Regions from separate parts of the Mus musculus genome. Here all the other regions are linked to region 3. The links are chromatin contacts, called in public HiChIP or PLAC-seq and promoter capture Hi-C maps. All regions are on one chromosome and are shown on one strand. The core of a region is the stretch at or near the end of the contact, and the rest is flanking DNA. Distances in the headings are between cores, read along the strand shown.

What was found. Promoter capture Hi-C pulls out the DNA fragments that hold promoters and counts their contacts. HiChIP or PLAC-seq counts read pairs in DNA pulled down with a chosen protein or histone mark.
Region 1: a promoter capture Hi-C map of pre-B cells shows a contact between it and region 3, with 7 times the contacts expected there. The contact joins the enhancer-like site here to the promoter of Snx6 in region 3. A contact is called at or near these places in 10 of 39 promoter capture datasets (the HPC-7 cell line, cranial neural crest, frontonasal cranial neural crest and 6 more) and 2 of 115 datasets of contacts at active chromatin or transcription factors (cardiomyocytes and stem cell-derived neural progenitor cells).
Region 2: a contact with region 3 is called in an H3K4me3 HiChIP or PLAC-seq map of bone marrow-derived macrophages, with 4 times the contacts expected there. The contact joins the promoter of Egln3 here to the promoter of Snx6 in region 3. A contact is called at or near these places in 1 of 39 promoter capture datasets (liver) and 2 of 115 datasets of contacts at active chromatin or transcription factors (bone marrow-derived macrophages and pancreatic cancer cells).

The regions. Positions count from the first base shown.
Region 1 is chr12:55,387,816-55,391,570 of GRCm38.p6, forward strand. It overlaps a transcript of Psma6 not described here. Among named protein-coding and RNA genes, the nearest start is that of Psma6, 9.1 kb to the right of the region's middle. Within about 2 kb of position 1,591, at least 130 of the 459 cell types and tissues checked have an H3K27ac peak or open chromatin away from gene starts, as enhancers often do. A contact at or near this core is called in the HPC-7 cell line, hematopoietic stem and progenitor cells and pre-B cells, where this site is marked.
Region 2 is chr12:54,202,137-54,205,482 of GRCm38.p6, forward strand. It overlaps Egln3 (egl-9 family hypoxia-inducible factor 3), which reads right to left and starts at 1,738. Exons shown (of 5, transcript NM_028133.2): 1 at 1,069-1,738. The coding sequence starts at 1,425.
Region 3 is chr12:54,794,316-54,798,068 of GRCm38.p6, forward strand. Snx6 (sorting nexin 6) reads right to left here and starts at 1,347. Exons shown (of 14, transcript NM_026998.3): 1 at 1,333-1,347; 2 at 1,139-1,186. The coding sequence starts at 1,338.

The DNA of each region.
Region 1 (3,755 bases), core at 341-2,840, 590 kb after region 3:
TCCTGTTACACCGTGTCTCACACTTGCTCCAGAAACACCCCGCTGCCCTTTCCCTGACTTCTTACTCCATATTGATGCGCATTTGGATAGTCTCCAGGCCAGGCCTATTACAAATAACCCTGCTTGTGACTAATAATAGGGTGGGTGGGAAGCTAACATCTGGCAGATGTTGTTTTTTTGCTTTCTTTACTTTAGGCCTCTAAAGCCTTCGCTTGAACAATTAACAGTAGCCTCCTGGTTCACATGCTCAGCTAGAGTTCACCCTAAATCCTACGACCTCATTTATCTGTCCAAAGCATATCCCAGTCAGGCTCCTTACTCTGCTGCTCAAAAAACATCAAAGAGCTGGGCTGCGGTTGTAGCTCAGCCTAGCACGCACAGAGCCCTGGATGCAAGTCCCAAACCCATATAGCCAGCTGTGATAGCTCGAACGGGCGTAAGCCTAGCACTCAGAAGGAGGAGGAGGGGCAGGAAGTTCAAGGTCTATATGAGACCCTGTCCCAAACAAGCCAGCAAGCAAACAAACAAAAAGCCAAATGTGGTCATGTATGCTGCTAATCTCAGCACTAGGGAAGTCGAGGCAGGAGAGTCAAGAGTTTAAGGTCATCCTTGTCTACATAGCAAGCTTGAGGCCAGCTTGGGCAACTGTGTGCCGCTGTCTCAAAAATAACAACAATAAAAAACCCGACAAGTTTTAAAGTTGCCTTCTGTCTAGAGCATAAACCCCTTATCTCAGTGTGTGTGTGTGTGTGTGTGTGTGTGTGCGCGCGCATACACAAGCATTTTGCAAGCTATTTTCTTCCTCTGCTTCTGAACCTCACACCACACAGCCCCCCCCCACAGCCCCCCCCCCCCCCACCAACTGCCAGCTTCTGTCATCTGCTGCACCTGTTAAAGAGTCCTTGTCCTCCCAAGCCTGCCCTCTAGTGGGACAGTTTCTGACACATCTGCATATAAACTTCCTTCCTTCCCAACACCCCCACCCCGGCCTGCAGTACTCTGAAATGCCCTGTCAAGTTAGCCTCCCTTTCATTCATCCTTCTTTTCCCCCACAACCCGACCCCACCCTGTGAACTCAGTGTGTATCTCTCAGAGCAGGTAGGCCAGTTCCTTGTCCATAGACATGGTTCAGTTAGTAGTGCTGAACTGCTCTGGAGAAGGTGTTTGAAATGTCTTCCTGATTTTTATCTCTTTTGGCTAGTTCTCCTTTGAGTGTATTTCCCCTGATCTTTGGGATTTTGTATGTGAGCTGAGTGGCCAGAAACTAAGTCTATAGTGTCTGATGTCTCATGCTGATCAAGAAATGCTATTCTCTGAGAGCCTGGCATTTTGCCACATCTGTGGAGACAGGAGAATCACCAGTTCATGGCCAGCCTCATCTCCATAGGAAATCCCTGGCCAGCCTTGGCTACAAGAGACTGTTTCCATAAAATTAACTTCTTAATACTATCTTCCATAATCATTCCATTTAACAACCCTCTGCCCGCCCACCCAGAGCTGAAATGAATTGGATGTCTCTAGAGGGCATCTGTACGGGTACACGGTCCTGTGGTAGCTGGGGTGCTGAGAGGCGGAATCCCAGAGTCTGTCATCGCCGTGTTCTCATGTTTACATCTTCTGTCGCTGGCTGTTTTTTCAAACATGTTTTTCTTCCCCACTGTGAAACAAAGCCAATTCAGAGTAGCTAGAGTGTCCTCAACCGTTCCTGCCAACAACTGAATCTTCAAGACGCAGTTCCTAAGTCAGCATGCCGGAGGTAGAGGCAGGAAAAGTTCAAAGCCAGCACTTGGCGACCTAGAAAGTTCTAGGCCAGCCTGCACTAAGGAACCTGTCTCAAAAGAAACCAAACTAAAGTGGGAGGGGGAAAGACAAAACCAAACTAAACAACAAAGCCTTGCTTCTAAGTCAGTGAATGAAAATGCTTGTTTAATGGTCAGAAACCTCACTCATTTGCATGCCCCCTGTCTCCAATTACCCCAAGAGGATATGTCCTTTGAGCATCAGCCTGTCACTTCTGTGGCAAGAAAATAGGAATTAGAGGAAGCCAATTCGGAAACCTCAAAGAAGAGGAAGTGTCTCCAGGCTGAAGGGAAGGCTTCGGAGTCTTACTTCCTCTCTGTTCTCGATCCTCCGGGTGGTCCCCCACCCACACACCCCAGACAGGAAACAAGGTCTGGGATGAACAAGGGAAAGTCTAAAAGACTCCAAGGTGCAAGGACGCACCACAGCTGCGACAGTCACAATAACTGATTGATGTTTGCAGTTCCACAACGCTGCCCATTCATGGGTGCAGCCGGACTGTATGGGACAGGATGGGTAAGAAGTAGCCACTGTCCCTTCTGAGTACCTCCAAGCGCACTCAGGTCTGTGCAGTTCTTGGCTTCGCAGTTTCCTGGGACTAGAGCTTTCTGAGGCTTGTTTGCCCACACCCCTTCCAAGCAGAGAAGCTGAGTTCAAATCTAGAAATAACTTGTTTTATTTTCGTTGTAGCAACTAATTTGATTTCTACTTTGCCTTTAAAGTAGAGTCAGGATGCTCCTGTTTGAGAGAAGAGACCACAGGCGTGGTCAGTGGGTGGTAAGCCTGTGGCTAGGCTCAGATTCAAACACTGTTTCTGAGCCTTGCGCTCAGAGCCCACGACGTTGTCTCTCTTTTCCCTGGATTGCTTTTTACAGAACCGTTCACTGTTCTCTGGAGCTCTGGAAAGCTTCCCGTGTTAGCCTGAGGGAAAGCAGTGTGCCACAAACCACCAATGGCTAAGACTAAACCAGGTGTGCTCTCCCAGCGTCTGGGCAGATTAATGAGACTTCTCAAGGAATTTGCAATCTCTCTCTGGCTTCCAGAAACTTCAGCTGAGCACTGGGTCTTCAGTTAAGGCAGTCTGGAAAAACAAGAGAAACATCACAAGTCTAAGATGGTTACAGTGAAGTTATGGCTAAAAACCAAGGGTGAGCTGCAGAACTGCAGGTCTTGGCTGTGAAGAAGGAGTCGGTGAACGGTTATAGTTAAATGCCCATGTGATTGAACCAATACAATTCCCTTTCAAATCAAAGAACAGCATTTATCATTGTTGGTAATTGCTGAGAGAACCCAGGTATGGAATTATATTGACTGGTAAGGAAGGAGATGGCACAGAAGAGAAATAACAATACATGTGTCTGCTCTGTTGATAGACACAGCATTAGAGTCAGAAAGCCACACTGCATACCATGGACAAGGGGAATCGAGGAGCACTGCTGTAGCTTTAGTGTTTTCAATGGCTACTTTTACTGATGGTTCTTAAATGCTTTAACCTCCCTTCTAGCCCACCACCCACCAGAGGTAGTGGGGAAAAAAAGATTATTGGGATATGGGGAAGTGGACCTGTTTAGGAATGGTTCTTTGAAGCAAATCCCATCTGCATTGTCAAGAAATCAGCTGTTCAATTCCCAGGTCAGCAGTGGCAGCTTGATCCACTCGCAAACACTTCACGGATATACCAGCAGTCCAGCTCAGTGGTAGCAGCAGCGGGTGGCACCACCTAGCAGGAACAGGTAGACCTCAGCCAAATTGGCACGAGTCAGCAGGAGGGAACAGGACCAACAGGAATACCAGGAGCAGTTCTTTGCTGTGCCTCTCTCAATGAAGCCAAGATCAGTGAAGATGCAAGACCAAAGAGTGTTGCAGAGCCAGCTCTACCAGCAAGCCCCTCTCACAGTCCATTCAGTCCCATTTATCCACCCTCCAAACATCACGTGACCTCCATGAGTCCTGCC
Region 2 (3,346 bases), core at 488-2,987, 590 kb before region 3:
CAGCTTTGGGGACAAACAAGACTACAGTAGTTGATCCCAAGGCTGAACCTACACTGAGAAACTTTACAAGTATTACTAAAGAGCGGCACATGGTTCAGTGCCCACAATTCCTCTGCTGCTAGCATGCTCTACCTTGCTGGACTTCAAATGAAGTTTTCATGACTCTAAGAGTCCCTTGTCCCGCAGCTACACGGGGGCAATTCTCTCTGAATTGCTCCTGGAGAGAGAGTTTGACTATCCTTATAGGAAGAAATGGCCAGGAGCAAGACTAACCCAAAGTGATGTTACAGGCACCAGCTCCTCCACCTCCCATTGGTCTACCGGCCTGCCAATCTACCTGTAAACATTTTCAAGATAAATCATCACCACCCACTGCCCCCATTACGGGCTATGAGAACAACAAAAACAAGGTTTCTACCCAGAGGTACCTCACCACTCTCTTCATGGACCTTATCAGGTTGTTTGAGTGGATTTTGCCATGAGTTTATAGGAAAAGAAAGGCGATGGCGTGGGGCTCAGCACTTGGGCTGAGGGGTCTATGAGAATTCTGAGCCCCAGGGCTCAAAGGCTGCAGCAGAAGTGGAGGACTTAACCTTGTCATACCGAACTCTTCCCTCCCACCCTACCTAACTCTACAAGCCAACTAACACAAGGCAAAAATTAGACTTGCCTCTAGTAGAGTTAAGAGTGCCTCTGGCTACTGTGAAGGGCAGTACCGGGTGGCTTTAAAGGAGGCACTTCGGATCATGGACATGCGTGTCGCAGTGTTTCCAATATCTTTTCCCTCCACCAGCCAGTTGTCCTTGCGGTCATCACCAAAACCAGGGCAATTCTTTCAGAGTCAGCAGAAGCTCATCATCACGAGACACCTGAGCCCCTTAACGTGGACTTTTGCTTAAGGGGTTAGGCCAGGAGGTGGAGGGGACGCAAGTAGGGCAGATAGGCAAGCTGACTTCTTGGTTAAAAACCAAAGTTCGCTGCACCCCAGCGAAGGCGACACAACACTCCGAATGAAGGCTTCCCGTCCCCTGCAGCGCAGCTGCGGCTGGGCACCCGCACGCATCCTACCTTGGACCGCTCCTTGACATAGTATTTGCCCAGCCGGCTCCCGCAGTACAGGACCAGCCGGTCGATGAGGGACAGGAGGAAGTTGATGGCCTCGCAGCCCTCCTCGTTGCCCCCGATCCACGTGATCTGGTCGCCTCGCAGGTGCCGCTTGGAGACGCCGGCGCACGGCCCGGCCAGCTGGCCGTCACGCAGGGCCCCGTTGTAGTGCAGCTGCTTGACTCGCTCCAGCACGCAGTCGCCCACCACCTCGCCTAGGAAGTTGTCCAGGTAGCAGAAGCCGACCTCGTGCAGACAGGGCACGATGTACTCCAGGGCGATCTTCTCCAGATCCAGCCTCATGATGTGTCCCAGAGGCATCTCGCCCACAGAGCCGAGGCCGGGGACCCCCAGGGTGCACGCACCCAGGGCTTTCCCAGCGCGAGCGCACAGCGAAGATGCGGAGAGCCGGGCCGGGGACTCTCCCACCTGCGGTGGTCACAGTCCCCGAGCCACTTTAGCTCCAGAGGCGGGGAAAGTTGCTCGAAACTCTGAAGAGAAGGGATCCCGGCTCTGGGACCGGCGGGAGCAGTGTAGGGCTCCGCCACCCAGCGCCGGACTGGCCCAGTGAGAAGTCGGAGGGCCCTTTTTGGAGATGCAGAGCCACCGCCGCGGCGGCCGTGGCCGGGGGAGGAACGAGAGAAAGCACCGCCTTGACCCCAACGTCATGGTCCCGCCCCCGGGACTGCCCTCCTCCGGGCTCTTCCTCTTGGACTGGTGCTGCGGAGCATCTGGGTGAGCTCCACTCTAGCTAACCTGTGTGTGACCCAAGAAAGGGCTGGATTTTTTTTTTTTAATGCTCTCGATTTGCATATTGATTTGCGTTAAATCCCCTAACAAACTTGAAAACCTGGATCTCACGTCTGAGATGCACATGAACAGTTTATTGCCACTTTCTGGGCTAGTCACCTCTCTGGTGACTATATTTCTTAAACATTAAGGTTTAAGCTCTACCTAGTGTCTTTCCTTCTTTCCTCTTCTGTTTGATTCGGGTCTGGCTGTTCCAACCCCTGTGAGAGAGAGAGGTGAATTTAATTTTAACCAAAACTGACTGATTCATTAACAAACATTCCCCTTGACCTCCCCCCACCCTGTGTGCCAGGCTGGTGTGTATCCCCTGAGAAGGGAGTGGAGGACAGAGAGATAGGGAGGCGCCCCGGGAAGGGAGAGCACTGCCAAATCCTGCAAATTTTTGTATTTTGTCCTGCGGGAGATGTTCATGCACCATTTATACTCAAGCTTTTTACTAAAAGGTTCTGAAATTCTCTCTCAAAATCACTCGCACTCTCCCCAAAAGATACACTGTGTTCCAGGTCTCTCTGGCTTCTACTACATGCAACTTGCACTAGAGCCCTAGGCCCTACCCAAAAGGCTTAATTATCTACTGTAAGGTGGTCTCTATACAGATTTCTGATGCCCTTTCCTTCCAAATGAGAGAGAGAGAAACAGAGACATCTAAGACAGAGGGAAAGAGAGACAAACACAGAGAGACAGAGAGACAGAGAGTCAGTTCACATCTTTGCACATTTAGATTTTCAGTTAAGTCAAATGAAAAACTGCACCGATTTTTCAAGCATCACTAATTTTGGACATAAAGTCCTTTTTGCTTTTATTCTCTTCCCAATAGCCCCTCTGCTCACCTTCTCTGAGGGGAGAAGTGGGGGTGCAGTTCATGTGAAGGAGAGGCAGAGGAGGAGAGAGTGCTGACAGACTGGGAAGAAGGCTGTATTGTAGTCAGTGAGGGCAAACAGGGCCTTGGGGAGTGGCAGTCAACCAGAGAGGGTGTAAGCAGCTTTGAAGAAACCTAACTAGCTCCATGGAGAACAGGGACCCTGTTAATGGCCTTGCTCAGTTGGCCTCTTCCATATGTCTGTCCAGGAGAAGGTGTATTTCCTTAGGGTAAAGGCTCAACTTCAAGAAGCTGTTGTCCAAAAGCCCATAGCAGCACTGGGGTGACAGGAGCCCATGTCCTTGAAACACTGATGCCAGCACATGATAGATGGTTGGAAAACAGTCTCCTGAGACACTGACATCTGAACCTGGGCCCTGCAATCACCAGCTGGGGTTTTAGACAGGAAGCCAGCAGGACAGGACCTTTTGCAAGCAGTACTGAGGAGCCTCCCAGGGTATCTAGAGCAAGACCTCAGCGGCCACTGGAGGGGGACAGTGAGAACTTCTGCAGAACAGCTGTCCTGTCCCATCCCAGTAAAGGCAAACAAAGCAAAGGCTGGAGAGTAATTTA
Region 3 (3,753 bases), core at 97-2,596:
GAAAACAAAAGGAAAACTAGGCTAGGAGGCATGCACCACATCCACACTTGGGAGGCAGGAAAAAAATTGCTTTGTACAAGGAAACTTGTTTCAAACCAAGTTTCTGGACAAGTGTGAGCTGCTGAGTGATAAAATGGTGACAATGAAACTTTGCTTAGTGGCAGTCATACATTAGTAACAGTGCACCTGTACAAGGCTCTACATGCAATGCTATCTTTCACTAAGACAAATGGAGTGCTGCTGGGGGGATGCAGTGGGAGCGAGAAATGAGACCTTTGAACAAGGGGCAGGAAGCGGGGAGGGGGGAGAGTGGTCAAAGGATACAAACTTTCAGTTTTAAGTTCTGGATACTTAATGTACAGTGGAGTGACTAATAATAATGGATACTTGAAACTCTGCTGAGAGCAGACCAAGTGCTCTCCTCAAAAAAGAAAATGAAGGTACCTGAGTAAGGTCCCGAGTGAGGTCTGTGTTCATTAACTTGACAATGGTAATTATTTCACAACCTCTACACGCATCAAAATATCACGCTGTACATCTTTATATAAATTATTATTTTGTAAGTCATACCTTAACATGAGCTAGAGATGGGAGACAATATCGAGAGAATCCTGAAAAGGATGGGGATTGAGGAATATACTAGAAAAAGTAAAGATACTGAAAGCGACCCGTTCTTTAAAAATCTTTTAGGGCAAAACTGAGATTTGCTGATTGCAAAAAAATCATTACAAAAGAGTAAATTTAGACCAAATCCATACCATTCAGCAGAGAAAGGAGAAACGAGGTTCCAGAAAGCCACAGAAAGATTTTGACGGTACCACCGGGAAGGTCTGAAAATGGGTTTCGTGGCCCAGAGAGTCAAGGATGGGGGCGTTCCAACCCGGCCACCCCACCTGCAGCGGGGCCTGGGAAAAGCAAGCTCAGCACAGGGTTGGATCGCCCACCTAGGGCGAGAAAGCGGCCACGGGACCAGCGGAACCGAGAAGCGCCCGACCCCAGGGACGAAGGGCTGCAGAAGGGCGGGGCGCGCGTCGCGGAGGTCGGGAGGGCGACCCAGGGCGGCAGCGCAGCCTGGACCCCTTCTCGGGCCACGGCGGGGGAGGGACCGAGGGTCGAGACCACAGAAGACACAACTTACTCCGCGGTCTTCCTCCGAGAGGAAGTCGGGGCCGTCATCCAGGCCTTCCTGTGGGGTCGGCGGGCCCAGCACACCGAAGGGGAGGCAGGGAAAGGGGGAGACACAAAGAGAGACATTAGCGCCCAGCCCGCGCCGTCCCCGCGCCCGCCGCCCCCACCGCGCGCCCCGAGTTCGGCGCCGCCGTGAACACCCACCATCATGGCTGCTTCGAGTCCAGGGCTCGCGCAGTCGCACAAGCAAGGCCACGAACCTAGTCGGCCGCGCGGGTGGGGCGGAGGGCGGAGCCGAGCGCCAGCCCCGCCCCCCGCCCGCTCTAGGAGGGGGAGCAGTCCCTGAAGGGGAAAGGACGCAGGGTCCTTTGCTCCAGGTAAGAGGGAGGGTTGGCCCAGAGCGATAGTCGCTGCTCACTGCTGGCGAGCTCAGGCTTGGGAAGGCCCCAGGGCCACCCGGAGAACGGTCCACGTCTCTTGCCCCCGAGGGCCCCTAAAAAACTGTACCAGTACTCCCAGGAAGTCACAGTAAATATTCTTGTCTTTGTATTGAGTTACATGATGATTAATCACCATTAATACCATATTGCCTGTGGAAGTTTCAGGAGCCAAAAGCCTTCACACAATAAGCAGACAGGGGCTATAATCAAGCTTTTACTGCTGGGGAAGTAATAACTACCTCAGTTTGGGGTGCTAATGACCGAGCACTATAAAAACAGAGCCGTTCTCATTACAAGAGTATTCCTTGCCTGTATACTAAGAAACAATCGCCAGACCTGATCTAACTGTCCAGCTGAGTAGCAGGAAAGGAGCATCCACAGATGCTTCAAGAAAATAATCCCTTGGGCCAGCATGTTGGTTTAGCAGTGAGGAAAAGTACTTGCTGCTAAGCCTAGAGGCCTGAGTTCAAGCCCCAGGACTGACCCACAAGGTAGAATGGTACTGCAGATTGTCCTTTCACACACACAAAACCAATAAATAAATAAATTTTATAAAAATAATCATTTCTAACTTACCACACTTCACTTCTACAAAGGATCACTCAAGCAAAGCTGTGTCTCCACTTTTATTTATTTATTTATTTATTTATTTATTTAGAGACAGGGTTTCTCTGTATAGGCCTGGCTGTCCTGGAACTCACTCTGTAGACCAGGCTGGCTTCTGACTCAGAAATCTGCCTGCCTCTGCCTCTGCCTCCCAAGTGCTGGGATTAAAGGCGTGTGCCACCACCGCCCGGACTATTGTGTCTCCACTTAATGACATCATCACTCTCAAGGTCCAAGCCTGGTTTCGACTTGTCCTCTTCAGATCCTTCATCTCCTCATGCCTCACATCCAAACAAATACCACCGTGTCTGCAATTGACTCATTTTCTCCACCTCCCTTCCTACACATATACATGTAAATAACGATCTGCTGGTGTGAATCTTCTCTCCACCCCTGGCCTTACTAGCATCTCAGCCTTCCTGGCTCTGACAATGACACCCTAATTTCAGCCAAGAAGCAGTTACAGAGAGATTCCATTGCCCTTTATCATCAACAAAAAGTCTGAAATGACCAAAGTGCACATGCTGGCCAGCCTCCAGGCTCTCAGCATCTCAAATATCTACTACAGGGCCCATGATGGCAGCCCAGCTCCTCTTAGCTCTTCTCACCCTGCCCCTACCCTAAACGTCTCCAGCTCACAGGCTTCCCCTCCCCAGTGCATTCCGACCATGTTCTCTCTCTCTCTCTCTCTCTCTCTCTCTCTCTCTCTCTCTATGTAAGTACACTGTAGCTGTCTTCAGACACTGCAGAAGAGGGCGTCAGATCTCCTTACAGATGGTTGTGAGCCACCATGTGGTTTCTGGGATTTGAACTCAGGACCTTCGGAAGAGCGTTCGGTGCTCTTAACCACTGAGCCATCTCTCCAGCCCCCTATGTGATCTCTTGGTCCCCTCTCTCTTGTCTCTCTTTTCCTTCCCTCTTTCACTCTCCCCACCCCCCTTTCTCCTTTCATGCCCTGGTCCAGTCTGCTGCTCCTGTAAATTCTACTTTCTCTCCTTGCTCTGGATTCTTCCAATTGATTGTACCCTCTCTTGTATCTATAATAAGAACTTCCTCTCAACCATGGTCTTAGAGAGACCATTGAATTTACTTTAAGGGTTTTTTAGGGGGCTGGAGAGATGGTTCAGTGGTTAAGGGTACTAACTGCTCTTTCAGGGGTCCTGAGTTCAATTCCCAGCCACCACATGGTGGCTCACAACCATCTGTAATGGGATCTAATCTCTTCTTCTGACGTGTCTTCTGGTGTGTCTGAAGAGAGCAACAGTGTGCTCACATAAAATAAATACATAAGTAAATCTTTTTTTTTTAAGGGTTCTTTGGAAAGTTGATTAGATGGTGTTTTGCTGGGGAAAACACATGAATGAAGGTTTTGTTAAAGTGAACACAGTTGAAAGGCTAAGGCAGACTTGTGAAGGAATGTTTGTCTGAAGCAGACACAGGAGAAGAGGATGTGCCGCTAAAGCAAGCACGTGACAGGACACGTGATGAAAGATTCTTTGCTAACACGCATGTATTGGTCCGCCTTACATTGCATAGTTGAGCTGCATTTGTTGGGACGACATAGAGAGAAATGCACCAA